Regions from separate parts of the Mus musculus genome. Here region 2 is linked to region 1. A link is a contact called in public Hi-C data. All regions are on one chromosome and are shown on one strand. The core of a region is the stretch at or near the end of the contact, and the rest is flanking DNA. Distances in the headings are between cores, read along the strand shown. Region 1 overlaps St6galnac3 (ST6 (alpha-N-acetyl-neuraminyl-2,3-beta-galactosyl-1,3)-N-acetylgalactosaminide alpha-2,6-sialyltransferase 3). Region 2 overlaps St6galnac3 (ST6 (alpha-N-acetyl-neuraminyl-2,3-beta-galactosyl-1,3)-N-acetylgalactosaminide alpha-2,6-sialyltransferase 3).

Region 1 (6,438 bases), core at 676-3,175:
CTTAAACACAGTTAGCAATGATGTAATGAGCTTGGTAATGAGCTGCCTGTCTAAATTGGCTCATGTAGAGACTGATTCCTTGATGGACTCTGGTCACTGCTTCAAAGTGCAGCTGATACCAATGTTTCTCAAAATACTCCTCAAAACTGAGAGAAAAGACATTCTACCAATTTATCCTACAACATTAGTGTTATTCTGATAGCCAAGCTGGACATAGATGCAGTGGAAAATTAAACAAACAACCCAGAAATAAATAAAAAAGAAAATCCTGTCTCCCTCCTTCCCCAATGAACATAACTGTGAAACTTCTCAGTAAAATACTTGCCAAGGTAACTCAGCTGCACATTCAAAAGGCACTCACCGTGACCAAGGAGATCCAGGGATGGTTTTACATATGTAAAAAAGACAGTAGTCCATCACACAAAGACAGAAATCACAGGATCATCTGAGTGGATTACAAATGGCCTTTGACAAAACCCAACACCCACTCATGATAAAATCCCTGAAGTACTGGAGAAAGGAGACACTACAGGGACACACTTCTTCTATGGTTGGAGATCATGTGGTATTAGGGCGAAGGCAACAGGAGATGGAACCACACAACTTCGTGTGCAGCATTAAAAAAAAAAATCAATAACACAAGGAAGATAAAGAAGACCCAGTGGTGAGGTAAAGCCTTTTGTTTGAGGGCTGAATACTGAAGTGAAAGAGGAGAACTATGACACATGCATTTTAAATAACATTCCATAAAGATTTATATTTCATAGAGATATTTTTATAGAGGTATTTCATAAAAGTTTTAAGTCCTTATTGATTTAGGATGGGCAGTGCTAGATCAGCCAACCCAAGCACACGTGGTCCATGAGTGGCTGACTTGGCTCTCTGCATTCAACTGATGACTTCTGCATGGCCCAGCCCTTCTGCTCTTTACCACAGGAAATGGTTCAGGTTTCCACCCACGCCCAGACAGAAGACATGCAGTGACTTAGGCTGCCTTGACCTGGATGAGCTAGCAGCATGACACTGGACTCTTGAAGAGAAAAGCAAGCAGCAGGGATGGTTTCCCTCCATTTTAAGAATACCAAATGCAAGAACAGGGTTTTCACAGCTTGAAAAATCTAAAGCAGCTTAAGTGGTAAAATATGGCTCTAATCAAAACGACTCAGGGTTGAACAGTGAACCTGGCAGCCTCTGGCTACTCAGTATTGTTTCTTGTGAGAAATGTGATATTCAGGGTATAACCTAACCTGCAACTATAAATAATACGCAGGGCAGAAGGAACCAGGAGATCCCTACACACCAGTCCAAGTGGTTCTAATTGTATTGTACCCCAAAGAGGAGAGTAATTATGTGGGGGAGCATGGGATTTCCCCCTGAAGCAATCAAGCATCCGCTTCAGCCAATGCTGACTCACTAATAAAACTGCATCTGTACTCAACCGTTTATTTTGAACGTGCCCGTTTTTTGATTTGCCTATGGGCCTTCCTTTGATTTGTCCGAGCTAATTCATCCGCAGGGCCAACACAGGCTTCTTGAGTTGACTGGACTCTGACCCTGTTTGTCTAGCAGATCCTCTGTACTTGTCCAAACAGGTGACTTTCCATGTTCGGCCTCGCTCGTTCTGCCAAGCCCGAATCCATTTTCAGGAATATTTCCTCTTGCATTTCCTGAACTTGTTTTCAACAATACAGGAAAATGTGTGATGGAGAGAGAATGTGCAGGGGGGCAGCAGCGGGGGTTTTCTCCTGCCTTGTTTTTCGCTGCCTTCACTTCAAACAAGTGTGTGTTTAGGCGGCAGAGACAGCAGCGTGCAGCCTTCATTCATTTCCCTAGAGAATGGCTTATCAAGTGCTGAAAATACGAGCTGTTCTATTCTGCAAAACACACATCAGATCCTTTGACAAGCAGTAGTCATTACCGTGTGTTCTATAGTTCCCTGCCTGGAAAGTGGTCGGCGGACAAGCCATCCCCTGGGGCGGCTTAACCCCGTTTATTCATCTCAATTTTCCTCTAGGTTTCTAGCCACAAAAAGAAAAAAAAATAAATTAAATTAACAAAACCCATTTGGAAAATGAACCTTTTGCGGTGGGTTCCAGGAAGCATTTAATTCAGGCAAGGCTGTGCCTCGCAGAGCCACCCACACGCCACATGCCGCTGCTTTGATGCATGGACAGTGGCAGCTGCAAACCTGAGATCTGAGGCTCATTAATGCATCTGCATGCTGAGGAATGTGCTGTATGTCGAGGTTTCCACGGCGACTGGACTGCGCATGGCCTATTCTCTGGAAGGAGGAACCTCGGTCTGCTGTCACTGGGGGGTAAGCATTACTAGCGAGCATAGAACAGCTGCACATGTGCCAGAGTGGGTGTCAGTCCACACACTGGTTCAATACAGTGGAGCCCCTGTTGACATTCCAAATTACAATGAGAAAGCCCGGGTCTGTAGACAGCTCTCACGCTGAGACAGAGATGGTGTGCAAAGAGAGTGCCAGGCGGAAAGTGTGTACGTGACACAGAGGAAGGCTTGGCTACCAGCCTTTCACAAAATTTCTACAGATGGAGATGGTGTGTTAAAACACCACGAGTTGCTTTTCATACCAATCAGCCGAATGTTCAGGAGAGAGGTGTGGGTGTACTGGAAGGACAGGATTCAAATCAGGCCTCTGCCACGTACCTGGGCTCTGATCTCGAGTAAGCCACTAGCGATCTCTCAGTTCTGCAAATAGAATGTGAAGACACTGGCTGCACAAGGTAGCCTACAAGAAACAGTGGCACAGTAGATGAGGACCACCCTCATGCTCACAGGGAGTGAACCGAGTATCCTGCCAGGTGGCAGGCCAACAGGAGAGAAAATTCCAGCCCTCCCTTTAAAGTGTTTTCCTCATCTTTGATCCCAAATTTTTCCTCCCACTGTCCTAAGAACCCAAGGCCAAAAAACAATCTTCTTATTTTTGTCACAGAAAAGGAAGTACTGGGGCACAAACATGTAACATTATTTATCACGGGAAATACAACACAAACTCCTATGGTCCTTCATGAGCTGACACTAGCAAACTAGAGGGTGTGGTCAGCCGGTTTCACCTTATCACAGCCTATGGACTGATAATGAAGTCCCACGCCCACTCTGGGCTGAAGGACTGTCAAGGTAAATAACAGCAATTCGCAGGAGGTTCTTGCGGATGAGAATATGAAGATCACTAGAGATATCCATATCCCACAAGTGCCAGCTTGATTTGATTTGAGCTGCTGGAAGAATATCTTTGGGAAGGAATTAAAGCTGCAGTATTATTAACCAACTTCGCACTCAGATATCACTGCGTCTGGCGGAAACCCTGCCTTGTGGTGCTGCTTTGAAATGCTTAATTGTATGAGGAGGAGGAGGAGGAGGAGGAGAAAGAGATGACAGTTCAGAACACTGTTTCGTTAGTTCTAGTGTGTCATTAGAAACGATCTTTCATTTTTCTTATTTTTTCCAGAAAGATGTCATAAGTAAATAGCAACTAAAATCCCCTCCTGTTTCTTTGATTGTTGTTCTCTTGTTGATACTCTACTTTGCCAGTCATCTCAGAAGCGAAGCTGTGATTGGTCCCATGAATATGTATAATCTGAGAGTCTACACTAGCTTGCACGGTATATTAAACCTGCTATTGAAATTCCCACCCAGTGTATTATGGTGCTGTGAAATATGAAAGCCAAAATGAAGAGGTATCATGGCTCTGAACAACATATTCAATTTGATCCAGACAGCCCCTAAAACAGTGCATCTCTTTTGCTCTCCACATAGAGAAATATGGATTTATTTATTAATATCTTTTCTCCCTCTATTGTCCCAGCTTCTTGCCTTCCTTCACTGTCATTTTGTTTCTTTCAAGATAAATTTGTTGGACAAAGTGGGCCATGGAGTGGTCTGGGATTGCCTGAGATACAGCAGGATGCTTCAGTATGGAATTTCCTTTGCAAAAATGAGGAGCCCTTGGGTCATCTGGAATGAGTGGCTACTTTGTGTCTGGAGTTATTTCCCATGTTGGGTTCTCAGCAGCCAATAGACCAGACCTTCAGCATACCACACATTCCAATGAAGGAGGCAGAAAGGCATCCTGATAACTGAAGTACCAGGAAGAAGGCTACTATCAGAAGGGATGGAGCTGGTGAGGCAATCATGAGGCCAGTGCCTCGATAGCCCTTTGTGCTTAGGTGACATTTGAGCAGGGTATGAAGGAAGAGACAATTTATAGGATGGTGCAAGGAAGAGTCCACTGGGCACAGGAAGGGCCCTGAGGCAGGAGGGCCAGAAAAAATGAAACCAGACCTGCTGTATATGGCCCTTCAACTTTCAGTTGTTAAGCCGTGCACCTTGGTAGGTTACTTCACTATTTCCAAGTAAATAATGGGGGGGGGGGCACTGGCAGGCTAGGATTTGCCTTCCCTATGCCCAAGATCCCATACAGTATCTTCCAGTCTTGTGGGTTTCCTTTATAGGTCTTTTATTATGGGATGCTTAGAACAGAAATGGCTTTCCACTATCTTTTCTATTTCCTATTTTATTTTTTTAAAAATTAATGTTTTTATTCATCCTTTGAGAATTTAAGAGGGCTTCTGATCCCTAGAACAGGAGTTATAGATGGTTTTGAGCCATCATGTGGGTGCTAGGAATTGAAGCCAGGTCCTCTAGAAGAGAACACTGTGCTCTTAACCGTGGAGCCGTCCTGTAAGCCCAGCCTTTCCTCTTCTAATCATTATTCACTGGTCTCCCTACTTTTGTTGGTTTCCTTTAAGACACAAGGAAGGTCTGAATGCCCCTTTCACACACAGAAGCACCATTCAGGAATCAGAAAGCCTAAGGAGAGTTGTAAAGTGTCTGGATTTTCTTAAAAGGGAGTATGTTCACAGTGAAAGGAAGATGGGCAAAAAACCTTATGGAAACTCTTAAGGGTATGTTTCTGAGTTGGTCTTTATATTATTATTATTATTATTATTATTATTATTATTATTATTATTATTAATTATTATTATTATCACCCTACCACCTCCACTGTTAGCCTGGCATCCATGGCAGATCCAGCATGCATTTGACCTTGAGGTGAATGATGACATTATTGTCCACATTTTCTTTGAATAAAGTTCTCTGCGTGGGTGGATTCATGTATAGGTTTTACAGCCTTTATAATTAGGGGATGTGAGAGTTAAGAAAAACAAAAACAACCAAAGGGGGGAAAAACAAAAACAAAACAAAACAAAAAGCCAAACAAAAACCCCAACCTAAGTACAAAATTAAATGTCCAAAGCAAAGGAAAAAAAATCAAAGCAACTGTTAGAGACAGAGATTTGGGGGTCTTCTGTGGTCTCTTCCCTCACATGGGGGTGCATGTGAGTGAGGGGTACAGATGACTAAGCCTCCTTAGCTCCAGCTGAATCTCTGCTGGAGAGTGGGTACACTAGCCCACCAGGGCTCACTCCCCCTCACCCCTGCTGGCACCCAGTTATCCTTACTGGACTTGGGATGTGCAGTGCTTTGATGAGAACTCGCCCCCATCTGCTTCGGTGTTTGAATGTTTAGTCTCTGGTCAGGCACACTATTTGGAGAGGCTTGAAAGGTATGGCCTCGCTGGAGGAAGTATGTCCCTCAAGGCAGTCTCTGAGACTTTCAAGTCTCGCTGTTTCGTGTCCATCTTCTCTCATTCTGGCTTCAGGTGGTTGATGCAGTTCTCAGCTTCCTGCTCTGGCTGCCATGCATTTCCACCATGAAGACAGACTCTGGACCCATGAGCCAACATGAACTCTCTCGTCTATTTGTTGCTTTTGGTCATGGTGTTTTATCACAGCAACGGAAAAGTAAGATGCTCAATAGATCCTTTAGGGATGGGCTGTAGGAGGAATAATTGCTTCTTTATTTATAAACCATGCAAGTATTCGTGTAAGAGTTTGAAGAAACAAATATATAGGCAAATTTGAATAATTTAGTATAACGGTATATTGGAAATATACAATCACCATTTCAAAATTCATAATTTTAATTTCTTCTAGAATTTTTTAAGCTTTTGAACTCTGACAGTTGTGTATGTCCGTGCAATGAAATATGTTAATATTCAAGCCCTGTTTCCCCTTAGTCTAAATGTCTTTTGAGGATCAGAAAGGATTAAGAAAGTAACTTTTGCTGAATATTCTTTCAGAAGCTGTAATAATAAATAAAAATTCTATGGACATTGTTTTATTTTCTTTGGAGTATGTTTTTATTTCATATATGTATAAGAAAATGAAATTCCACATTGAATGGCTAAACAACATGGCTTCCTCCCCTGGGTAAATTAAATAAAGCAATTATATGATTATTTTAGATAAACATAAACTGTTATTACTGTTATGATAGTTGGTAGTTCTATTGCTTTGGGGACACAAAAGATAAATTGGTTTTTAAGAATGCCTGGTGTGGGGCTGGAGA
Region 2 (6,552 bases), core at 1,831-4,330, 290 kb after region 1:
ATCATCTTCTGCAATATCTACCATATATAAATTTAGTAAACTTCTATTAAGGCAATAAACATAAAATGAGCCTCAAAAGCACGAGCAGTTCTTCTAGCACGATGGACAGGGATCTTGTCTGGCTGGAACCAAGTTTTGGTTTGGATTCTCAGAGCTTCTGGCATATGTGTGTGTGTGTGTGTGTGTGTGTGTGTGTCCACCTCCTACTGTGTTGCTCCACTGGAAGCTACCCTATCTACCATCTCAAAGGATGGATTAGTAAACCATTCTTGCAAGGCATTTGAGCAACTCACAGAAAGAGATGTTTGAAGTACAAATTATTATTTTTAAAGGTTTCCCAAGAGCGGGCCAGCAGTTACTACAATTACTATTCAGTGAAGAATCTTAAGTGCACACAGCAGACACGCCTGGCGAACTCAACTGTTTCCATGGGTCTTAAAGGTTTAAACTAATCACACCTGTATGGTTTCTGAAGATAATCTGATGGCTATAACATACAGAGATAGATAGCTTCATTACCACAAATGACTCCAGAGCAATCCAGGAGAGAGGAAAGCCGCTACTGTTATGCAGATGTTGCTGCCTAGAGCTAACCCAACTCCTTCCTGACACCTTGGCTGGCTCTAAGTAATAGGATTTCAGAATGTTACTGACTGGCTAAGAGGGTTTCCCATCTGTAAAATGAGAGAGAACTGCCACTAATCTCTCCAGCCTTAGGAATGCACAATGGCTTTTGTGGTTTGTACAAAATAACAACAGTGAGAGTCATATCCAAGTCATACAGCCCACCCTTATCTCTGTGCTTCCGCCACCCTGGAGGCAGTCTCTACACTGAATACAATCTGGCTGCCCAGTGACTCGCAGTGGCTGTTCTTGCTCAAAGTTCGCCCTACCTCAGCCACATATCACTCATTCCAACATCCCATTTAGCCACAAGAACCAATCAACAGATAAAAGATGTTGGGGAAGAAAAGTGCTTCCTTGGTCCATCAGAAGAACTTAGATCACGAGCAATGAGTGATTCTAACTCATCAACAGAAATAGCACCAACTGCCAGGGTCAAACGTGGTGTCCAGGTGAGCAAATACATTTACCCAGCGTTGGCTAAAGAAATTCAACACTAGTGCTGAAAATTGATGGGTGCAAAGGGCTCTGTCTAACTTGAAAGATCAGACATTCTGTCACCTTCACAGAGCTTCAGTGTCATGCACTGTATTAGAATTCTGCAGAGAAAAAGAGCCAATATCCATTGATAAAACAGCAACAACAAAACTTAAGACGCATCCGAAACACAATTGTGAGGACCAGAGTCTGTATTCCCAGGACACACATAAATCAGTGTGTGGTAGCACATATCTGTGACCCCACAACAAAGAGATAGGAGGCAGAGGTAAGAGAATCCCAGCTAATCTGGCATAGATATCAATAAACTATAAAAATTCTTCTGAGTTACAGAGACAAAGTTTGGAGCTGAGATGAAAGGATGGACCATGTAGAGACTGCCTTATCCAGGGATCCACCCCATAATCAGCATCCAAACGCTGACACCATTGCATACACTAGCAAGATTTTATCGAAAGGACCCAGATGTAGCTGTCTCTTGTGAGACTATGCCGGGGCCTAGCAAACACAGAAGTGGATGCTCACAGTCAGCTAATGGATGGATCACAGGGCTCCCAATGGAGGAGCTAGAGAAAGTACCCAAGGAGCTAAAGGGATCTGCAACCCTATAGGTGGATCAACATTATGAACTAACCAGTACCCCGGAGCTCTTGACTCTAGCTGCATATGTATCAAAAGATGGCCTAGTCAGCCATCACTGGAAAGAGAGGCCCATTGGACACACAAACTTTATATGCCCCAGAACAGGGGAACGCCAGGGCCAAAAAGGGGGGGTGGGCGGGTAGGGGAGTGGGGGCGGGTGGGTATGGGGGACTTTGGTATAGCATTGGAAATGTAAATGAGCTAAATACCTAATAAAAATGGAAAAAAAATAAAAAATAAAATAAAAATTCTTCTATCAATTCAATGTTGTCCTTACACTGTCACATGCCATGGCAACCCTTACACATATGAACATACACACACACACACACACACACACACACACTCACACAATGATGTGAAAAAGACTTATGATATACAGAGCTATGGAAGCCCACTGGGAGATCGTTTGCCTCTTATGCACAAAGCTCTGGGTTCAGCTCCTAACTGAAGGGGTGGGCAGATACACGATACCTCTGTGCCAGTCAATGGGCACAGGATCGTTCCAGGGGTCCACAGTACATCGAGAAGATAATACATCAGACACACAGATATGTTCAAGCTATTAGAAAGTGCTCGCCTGACAAACCATGATTAACATGTGCGGTGACACCTGTGCACCTGCCGTCTTTTCAGCACTACCTGTCCTACCTTCATCCTGTTGGCCACAATAAAACACTCTGACCAAAAGGACTTGGGGAGAAGAAGATTCAGTTCTTTCTACCCTTCTGGGTCACTATCCATGTCTGAGGGAAATCAAAGCAGGACCCTGGGCAAGAACCTGAATCAGAACCAGGGAGGAATGCCACTCTGCTGGCCCCATCTCTGCTTGTTCTCTCACAAGCTCATCCTTAGCTAGCTTTCTGTACAGCCCAGGGCCACCTGCCTAGGAATGACCCCTCCCACAGTGGACTGCACCCTTATATATCAATGAATAATCAAGACAATGCCCCATAAATGTGCCTACAGACCAATATGATGCAGTCAATTCCTCAGTGGAGGATCCTTCTTCCAAGTGGCACTAGGTTGAGTCAAGGTGACACCTGAGTTGACAAAAGATATTACCTAAAATTTCATGGAAAGAGAATATAGAACCCAGCATCAACACATTACAAGTACTTAGCGAGTGGGAGCTATGACTTTAAACTATTATCTGATTGCTTTAGAGATCAGCCTTAACTAAAAACAGAAACCCTTCTGCAGGCTGACATTTAAAAGGCCACCACACAAAGAACACAGACCGGCTTCCAGGAAGGTACTTGTGAAAGCGTGGGCTGGCGAATCAACGGCACGGGATGTTCTCTTCCAACAGCTTGCCATTTCAGCATCTTTCGATTAGGCCGACACATGGTGCTCTCGAATGGCCCAGCTTCCCTCCCACGTTTGCAGACCAGGATTATTCTAAATAGGAAGCCAGTCCCCAAAACCTCCCACTTGCCGCCAACACAGGTCAGCCACAGGATTGTGTGCAGTCAGGCTGTGGAGCAGGTGCGACTACCTGTGTGAAGGTCACAGCCTAGTTATTTTATGTGTCAGTCTGAAGATAAAAGCAGACAACAATGAACCAGTCTGCACTCTCCCCGTGGAAGGAGATTGTCTTAAATTTGGGAAGTGGTTTGTCACTGAGATAACCTCAGCTACCCTGCAAAACAAAGCAAATAAACAAACTCGCTGGAAGTGAGGGTGCACACTTGAATTCAACTCTAAGGCAGACGCAGTGCTGGGCACTGCTGTTCAGTTACTTTGTCTGTCTTCAGTAGACACCGGTCATGGCGCCCTTTCTCCCTAGAGTCCTCCCCACGGTGATCTATAAACTGTAAAGTGCTAGTGCTTTAAAATGATTTTAAAGCAAGCCCTGGAATTACATTAAGGGCTTGCTTTAAAATGATTTTAAAGCAAGCCCTGGAATTACATTAAGGGCTTATCCGAGCCAGAAGGAGGCTGATGATGGTCAGGAGGAACCGACGCAGAAGGGTCACGTAACCATTTCCGGTCGGCAGTGGAGCCACTCCGCCCCCTCTTACCAATGAATCCCTGTCCATATAGACCTCAAAGTGCTCAGCCTGCTCGCTGTCTGCGGGTTTGGCCTCCTGACCAGACGTTTCCATTACCGCAGCTGCTGTTTGTAAGCGTGTAGCAGCCCTGCGTCTTAATGCTTCTCACCACACGCTTAATTTTTTTTTCTTCTCCTAGAAGAAATTATGGCCATTTCGGCTGAGTGTCCCCATTCTGTATTCTTTCAGAGCTCGTATTCATCTTTTATTTTCCTGAATGAGGTTTGGTTTATAGCATATAAGATAGGAAAACAGGATTGAAAAGGCTGGGAGAATATAAATCTTCCCTTGGAAACAAAATGCTCTCAGCGCATTTTAAAGACTTCAGAGTTTTTTTGACGCCCTCATTCACTGGAGAATTTTGGAGGAAGTAAAATCCGAGAATCCCTCTCCCTCTTCCCCCCGCCACTCCCCTATCTCTCTCTTTCACACACACACAGAAATAAAAAAATTTAAAAAGCCAGCCATATAGCCTGATTATTCCAATGTCTTCCAGTACACTGTGTGTTCCGTCAGACACTCCATGTTGGAAAGGTTTTCCATGTCTCGCTGGGTTTGCACATTCCTTTTTTCCAGCCAAAGTTCAGATACCTCGAGGACAGAGCTACACCCTAACCATGCGGTAGAGGTCTATTACATCATGGTGGTCTATTACATCATGGAGGTCTATTACATCATGGATCGCTTAGGCAAATCCCAGAGCTCCACTGGTGTGGGTACTCTGGGACTCGGTGCTTTTCCCAGGCTACCCCACTCCAGAGGGCCCTTCATGTCACCATAAAACTGATTTCTTTACCTAGCCACACAGGAGGACAAGATCCTCAATGGCTCTAGACTAGTCTTCTGGATATAAACACACCAATGAAAAAGCTGTAGTTTTCTTCATAAGCTAAGGATGTGAGGACCTAAAGGAGCAGGGTTCTGATGACAAAGCTTAAAGATGAGCAATTCGGAAGGAAGGTGTGTTGTAATGTGTAATCCCAATGATGTTGTTTCTAGCACGTTCAAACAGCAGCCAAATGAATGGCTCCATCCTCAGAATGAAATACATTTTATAGGGATTTCCCCCTGGAAAACTAGAGCTGAAGGTGGGGCTGGAGAGACAGCTCAGCCATTAAGAGCAGTTACTGCTTTTTCAGAGGATCAGAGTTCAATACCAGGTACGCAACTCATGACCCATATTACTGCAGCCCCAGAGACCCTCATACCCAGTTTTGGCTTCAGCAAGTGTACACACACACACACACACACACACACACACACTATAATTTAAAATAACTGGAGATATGTGTGCAAAAACACATCAGACCACAGCAATCATTTAAAAAGAAGAACCAATTAAGAATGCCTGTTGCTCTATGTCCTGACAAGGCTCCTGGCATACAAAGACTCTTCTCACAGGACCCAAAGAGCACAGTTAAAAGTGACAGTAGTTGGGCTGAGAAGATGTCCTGGTGGTTAGTAATGTGCTGTAACCATAGGACTGGAGCTTGGGTCTCCAGAAAACTAAGTGCTGTTGGGAGCTAAAAAGAGGCCCTGGGGAAGAGGGGGGAAGGGGAAGACCCACACCCCGCCAGAGTTCCACCTATTCTCTGTTCAGTCAGCGGTGGGAGGGCTGCCATACACTTTCCACTCATCCCTGAGTGGGCATCTAAGCCACTGACCCATTCTCCGGGGGATGGCTAAGGGGCAGCCCTACCTGGGGGCCCCGGAGCTACTTTCTCCTAAAGCCCCAGGGAGCCCCTGTGCTAAAGCCACTGGGGTTATGGGAGAGAGGGGTGAGGGAAGAGAGGTTCCCAACATCGCAAGAGTGAGCGCAACGGATCTTGACTGGAGCAGAGACCATCAATGGTTTTAGAGCTTTGTTATAGAAAGGCAGGGAGAAAGAGAGACGATAGAAAGGAGAGAGAGAGAGAGAGAGAGAGAGAGAGAGAGAGAGAGAGAGAGAGAGGAGAAAGGCTAGAGAGAGAGAGAGTAAGAGAGAGAGAGGAGAGGAGAAGACAAAGAGAGAGGAGAGAGCATGAGAGTGAGGGGTAAGAAGTAAGAGAGAGATAAGTAAGAGAGCAAGCAGAGGCTGAACAGCCCCTTTTATGGTCTTTACTGTTGCTAGGTAACTGGGGAAGAGTTTAGCCTGAAGGTCAGACGCTTGAGCCATTGCCTACGAGTCTTGTAGCTCTGCTTCTCTTGTGGGGGCTGTGGGGGGCGGTAACTTAGGCAGGAGCCAGAGTTCCAGGAGCATGAGGGAATGCCTACCGTGTCATGTAGGTGAATTATCACCCTTCAGGGTTCAGACCTCAGCTCAACTGGAGACAGCCTGTCTATGCATAGCCCAATGCCCCACAAAGTGCCAGGTGGGCATGGCAACCCCCTGTAATTCCAGCTCAGAAGACAGAGGCAGGGGATCCCCAAGCAAGCGGACTATCCAGGTTGATGAGTTCTGGGTTTGTCTAAAAAGACTGTGAGTCATGAGGAAGAACAATGCGGGGGGAGGGGGGGTCTGATGCTGATGTGCACAAGCACCCAACGTGTGTGTGCGTGTGTGTGTGTGTGTGTGTGTGTGTGTGTGTGTGTGTGTGTCAGACACTAGGAAAATAAAATATATAAACGCATGCACAGCACTCACTCCTGTACATGTAACCAATGGGAGGCGGCAGTTCCATCAGCTCAGGTCATGTGACACAGAAGGGCACCTGTAGGGGAGAGTGGGTCAGAGCTCATGTGTGTCCTGTCTGCT

Evidence for each region. A called contact is a pair of places that touch in the nucleus more often than the background predicts.
Region 2: a contact with region 1 is called in a Hi-C map of cerebral cortex, with 3 times the contacts expected there. The contact joins two enhancer-like sites. A contact is called at or near these places in 4 of 484 Hi-C or Micro-C datasets (cerebral cortex, nephron progenitors and ventral hippocampal neurons), 2 of 115 datasets of contacts at active chromatin or transcription factors (astrocytes and bone marrow-derived dendritic cells) and 1 of 9 other capture datasets (embryonic stem cells).

The regions. Positions count from the first base shown.
Region 1 is chr3:153,275,351-153,281,788 of GRCm38.p6, forward strand. The region is part of intron 3 of St6galnac3 (ST6 (alpha-N-acetyl-neuraminyl-2,3-beta-galactosyl-1,3)-N-acetylgalactosaminide alpha-2,6-sialyltransferase 3); the gene reads right to left. Among named protein-coding and RNA genes, the nearest start is that of 1700012D16Rik, 20 kb to the right of the region's middle. Within about 2 kb of position 1,926, at least 73 of the 459 cell types and tissues checked have an H3K27ac peak or open chromatin away from gene starts, as enhancers often do. A contact at or near this core is called in cerebral cortex, where this site is marked.
Region 2 is chr3:153,568,226-153,574,777 of GRCm38.p6, forward strand. The region is part of intron 1 of St6galnac3 (ST6 (alpha-N-acetyl-neuraminyl-2,3-beta-galactosyl-1,3)-N-acetylgalactosaminide alpha-2,6-sialyltransferase 3); the gene reads right to left. Among named protein-coding and RNA genes, the nearest start is that of Gm32721, 18 kb to the right of the region's middle. Within about 2 kb of position 3,081, at least 26 of the 459 cell types and tissues checked have an H3K27ac peak or open chromatin away from gene starts, as enhancers often do. A contact at or near this core is called in cerebral cortex, where this site is marked.